2 separate regions of the Mus musculus genome follow, and region 2 is linked to region 1. A link is a contact called in public Hi-C data. All regions are on one chromosome and are shown on one strand. The core of a region is the stretch at or near the end of the contact, and the rest is flanking DNA. Distances in the headings are between cores, read along the strand shown. Region 1 overlaps Acss3 (acyl-CoA synthetase short-chain family member 3). Region 2 holds the start of Acss3 (acyl-CoA synthetase short-chain family member 3).

Evidence for each region. A called contact is a pair of places that touch in the nucleus more often than the background predicts.
Region 2: a Hi-C map of liver shows a contact between it and region 1, with 3 times the contacts expected there. The contact joins the promoter of Acss3 here to the enhancer-like site in region 1. A contact is called at or near these places in 5 of 39 promoter capture datasets (the 3T3-L1 cell line, 3T3-L1-derived adipocytes and liver), 7 of 484 Hi-C or Micro-C datasets (liver and nephron progenitors), 1 of 115 datasets of contacts at active chromatin or transcription factors (liver) and 1 of 9 other capture datasets (adipose tissue).

What each region holds. Positions count from the first base shown.
Region 1 is chr10:107,039,257-107,041,866 of GRCm38.p6, forward strand. The region is part of intron 5 of Acss3 (acyl-CoA synthetase short-chain family member 3); the gene reads right to left. Among named protein-coding and RNA genes, the nearest start is that of Acss3, 83 kb to the right of the region's middle. Within about 2 kb of position 1,330, at least 6 of the 459 cell types and tissues checked have an H3K27ac peak or open chromatin away from gene starts, as enhancers often do. A contact at or near this core is called in adipose tissue and liver, where this site is marked.
Region 2 is chr10:107,122,316-107,124,925 of GRCm38.p6, forward strand. It overlaps Acss3 (acyl-CoA synthetase short-chain family member 3), which reads right to left and starts at 1,322. Exons shown (of 16, transcript NM_001142804.2): 1 at 973-1,322. The coding sequence starts at 1,268.

The DNA.
Region 1 (2,610 bases), core at 80-2,579:
AGGAAATCATGGAGCATATGCCAAAGGTTCTCCAACACCATGTGAAACAGGGCTGTTATTCTGTGCAAATTCCTGAGGTCACTGTGTAAAGCAATGATGATGAAGTCCAAGTTTCAACGGAGATACAAGGATGTGGGAGATGCCAAAACCATGGAGAGGCTGCCAAGAAAAGCTGGTTACACAAGTAGAGATGGCCCAAGTTCTACTTGCTTCAGGTGGCAGAGTTGCAGGAGTTAGCTAATCAGGGCATCTCAGGTGATTTCATCGAAATGTCTAGGTGCCTGGCATGGAGCTGCAGGATTCAGAATGTGTCCCCGCTGAATTTCAGTCTTTTTATTTCCCTTTTCCTTGCTCTGTCCCCATTTTCCCGTATAGAATTGGACTATTTATTCTGTGACATTGTATATAGGGACAAGGGAACATGTTTTTATTTTTAATTTTATAGAAGCTCAAAAATCAAGCAATTGTTCTCATTCTCAGAAGAGACGTAGTCTTTAGACTCTCCAACAGTATTAGTGTTGCTAAGGACTATAAGTTCTTTATGAGGGACTGAATTTATTTTACACAATGATATGATCAGAAGCTTAAGGGTACAAGGAGTAGAGGTTAATGGCTGGAAAATTGTCCACTGGGGAGCTGGGCTGATGGCTTAGTGGGGGAAGTATTTGCCATGTATACATGAAGGCCTCAGTTTAGATAGGTAGAACTCAGGGAAAGTTCTTTTAAATAGTGTATGGCTGTAATCAGAGTGTCCTACAGAAATGGAGGGTAGAGATATGAGAATCTAGAGCAGTAAATGAGGGGCATATCTCAACAAAGTGGATGACAAGAACCAATATCTTCAGTTATCCTCTGACCACACATACCCAGTGGCATGTACATGCCCCCCCCCATACACAGTCTCTCTCTCTCTCTCTCTCTCTCTCTCTCTCTCTCACACACACACACACACACACACACACACACTGTGGATAAAACATAACTAACTGCCTCAAAATTTTGCTTTCCTGACTTCTCTATCTTGATGGATGGAAGCCTTGAACTGTGAATCAGAGTGTGCACTAAATTGCCTTCTTTAAGCTTTATATTTTCTTTTGGTTTGGTTTTGTGTTTTCTTTTCATTTCGGTTTTTTGGGGGAGGGGGATCAGGAATTTTATAGCAGCAATAAGAAGACCAAATAATATGAGGCTTTGGCAGCTTTGCCAAGTCACATGTTGGGACATGGGCTTTATGAAGAAGGTTCTAGCAGATCTAAACGATTTAGGCTGGCATGCAAACCAGGTATCTAAAGTGCCGAAGCAATTGGGAAAGAGAATGGTGACCAAAAGTTAAAACAAACAAAAGAAGTCAGTCCAAGTGAGTGGAAAAAAAAATGTCGCAAGATCTGGGTCCAGCCAGATGAGCTAGGGGAAAAAAAAACAAAAAAAACAAAAACAGAAACAGAAAACCAGGTGCTAAGCTAGTTACATCAGGATTGATTGAACTCTTAGGCAACGAATAATGGGAGATCCACGTGATAAAATTATCTAAGTAAAATTAATTTTAAAAAATTGAGCTTGTGCTAGGAGTTGGTGGTTAAAGTTTACATTTTCTCTCTTTAAAGTTTTTCTCATTAACGTTTCTCATTTAAAGTTTCTCTCATTAAAGTTTACATTTTCTCTCTTGCAAAACCAGTGCACTGGGTGTAGTAGAGATTTCCACTCTGTCCAGGAATCTTTCAGTAGCAGGTGTAGCTCATTGAAAGTCAAGGGCTATGGAACTTCTCCAGAACTTACTGATAAGTTCTTGGAAGCCCTCTCCATTGGCAAGCAACCAGAACATGGCCCTACTCTGTCTTTGACATAAACCAGGCCCAAATATACAATCTGACCCCCATCAAGGATGTCTGGTTTGGGGATATGCATAGTGGCAACAATACAGAAATAACCCAAGATCTGAATGCCAGATGACTGACGGAAATTAATTGTGGATAGTAGAGGGTGAATGACTAGATAGCTTATCAATGGCAAATGTCATTCATTGGGTGAAATAAATGATACAAACCATGGGAATATCTCCATACTGTATTGAATGGTGATAATATTTATTTTTCGTGTCCCTTTAACCATTTAAGACCAATGGACAATGGCATAAAAGAGACAACACTGCCCAACATGTGTAAAATTAGGTTTCACTATATTATTCTAATTTTTAATGTTTGGGAACATTTGTAATTACAGTATAGACAGCATTTAAGGAGATTGAAAGAAATATTCTGTATAGAAAATTTATAGAATACAAGTGTTCTCGCTCTCTCTCTCTCATACACACATACACACACTTTTTTAAAATCCCTTGCTAGAGAAGGATTTCTATCCAAGTTAGCTCAATAAACTATTAAAGGTTTTGACTGATGTAATTCTATTTTAGAATTAGAGAGTAGGTCCCTAATGCTAAGAACTTCACATGTTTTAGTTATAGGACATGGAGAAATCAAGATGAGATTACAGTGTAAGGTCCTTCTCCTTTGAATGGCTTTTGTGATATTATGCACACCATTATAGGGGTAAATTGTCACCCATGCTCTGCTTGGTATGGAACATGCATACTAGACTACCAATATGACAGGC
Region 2 (2,610 bases), core at 72-2,571, 83 kb after region 1:
ACGCAAAAGGGACTCCTCTCACTCTCATTACAGATTCTCTGTTCTGAGAATAAAGTCATCAACCGAACAGACAGAGGGCAGCTTGACCAATGCACTGCCCTCATCTGCTACGAAGCTCTTTTTTCAAATTTTACAGATAATATTTCCTAATAACTAGCAGATGGGAGAAGCCATATCCTTAAAGGGCTAGGCACCCAGAAACTCCATGTCTGTGGGCCTCACTCTCTCAGTAGCCTAAAGACACTTTTCTACAATGTCTTCTCCTTTGAATATAAAAGCAATGTTTGAAAGGATTTATAATTGAAATGTCAAGATGAAAGCTTTCTTCCTACTGTGACTCCATGGGTCACCTGGCCTCTATCAGCCCCTAGGCAATCCTGGGGTTTCATACGCACAAGCCTATGGTACCTAGCACACTATCTAATCCTCCTTTTACCCCAACTCCTTTCTCTCACTTCTCCAGATAACACAGTTACAGTGTCCGTTACTTCAGGCTCTCTGGTACCCCCTTGAACTTTGATACTAAGATCACTTCAGCTTTGAAATGATGAGATCTAATCTTTCCAGGGCTTGCTCAGCCCTTCCCCCTTTCTCCCTCCATAATTCCCTAGTCTATTACACACTCTATATTTGTTTACACAGGATCTCCTCTTCTAGTCAGCAGAGTCCATGCAAGCCAAGCCTTTGTTTTCCTGAGCCTTTGTTTTGGTCACTTAACTTCATCCCCACTGCCAAGCAGGGCCTTGGCAAGTCAACCTCTGTGGCACTGGGATCACCCTAGATAACCAAGAACTTCAGAAAGAGAATGTAGGACAGCTATGAGAATGAAACCAACAAACAAGCAATAGCTGAAGGCATCGTACATTTTGATTTTCTTTTCATTCTTAGAACTTTAGATCCCTGGTCCCAGACCTTCCAGCCTTGGCATCTAAGAAGTTAGGAGATAATGGAAATGACTAAGACACCACTCACCAACTTGTGGAAGGCGGGTATCTGCTCTCTAGAGTTTTGGTCCAGGGCTTGTACCAACTGATCTGCTCAGCAGCTTTACCCCAGAATCTTTCGGGGTCAGCCACAGAGGCTGCGAAGTGGGTCTTGTACTCACCACCACTGCCGGTGGTCAGAGCCCTGCAGCCCCTGCCCCCAAACCCGGCCACCAAAGCCCTTCGGGTCACAGCGGCTCCTCTTACTGAAGGGGATCCTGGCAGAGGTGCCCCAAGCGTCCCGGCGCCTGTTACTTTGCGACATTGCAACCAGGATGGCTTCATACTTTCTCTCTGTCCCTAGCTGCAGTCGGAGCAGTTTGCAGTCCCAACAGCTGTGGCACTAGCCCCGAGGGGGAGCCTGCAGGAGGCGGGGCTAATCAAGAGGTGAGCCCCTAGCCCCGAAGTTTGGAAGTCAAACTGAAGTCTGCGATAAAAACCGACCTGGAGTCAGCAAGAAAGCAACAGGCTGGAACGGAGGCCTGGGGAAAGTGGCCAGGAGTTTATAGGGGTTGAGTTGCGTCACCCCTAAATTCAACTCTTACACGCATTTTCAGCCCATGACAGTCACTTGCAATTTGACAGAGAGTTTAATAGGACTTAGATACACACAAAGACGCCTAGAAAAAGCCCAAAGGGCCCAATGGCTTATTTAAAATAAAGCATGTGTCTCTTTCCTAAAGCAAAAGCATATAACTTTGGACATTATAGTGAGGCTCTGGGATATCATTTTCCTTTACACATTTATTTCTTTGTTTAAAATTCAACTCAAACCCTACTTACTAAAACCACAAGCAGCTCCGGGGCATCATTTGTTCCAGGATTTCTTGGCAACCTAGAGGAGGTGTGGAAGGAGGGTTACCCAGCAGGGTTGGGGGGGGGGGCGTGTTTCCAGGAGTGATTGACAGGTCTGGCCACTAGCGACAACAGCCAAGCTGAGAGCAGGAGGCACCTGCCTGTCCATTCCACAGTATTTAGAGGCAGGAATACAAAGGACTTGGAACCTTTCCTCCCTTCTAACTCCCTTTGGAGTTATGCTGACTCTCTTTGAGAGAACACACGGTTGTGAGATTTCTTTGGAGTAATAAAAATACTCTTAAATCGAATATGGTAACCACACCATAACCCTGAAGAAACTAGAATTCACTGTAGTGTACCTACCCCTTGAGAGGGTGAATTGTGTAATGTGTGGGTTAAGTCTCAGAAGGCTATTCTCAAACAAATCAAAAGATAAAATGACTCTTAATAAAGACGAAGCTGAGAAAATTTAAAACACACAGGTGTGTTTCCCTGCCTGGCTTTTGCCTTTCTACAGGACCTGCCTTCTCTCACAATTCAATGAAAGTCACAATCTTTTGCTTTAATATCGTGCCAAGCCCACTCTGTTTTAGCGTCACAATATTTGAAGTTTTACGTGTAAAAATAATGTATTCTCAAGTCTTAGGTGAGAAATGGTGGAATGTCCTGGACCCTGTAAACAACCATAAATTCGAAAGCAGTAAACAAATGATCCTGCAGGCAGAAAATGATGCAGAGATAAAGGCTAAACTTTGCAAGCATGAATCTAATCCAAGGCAGGAGAGAAATAACTTTAAGTAACCCCCTCAGCTATTTTCCTTAACTAAGA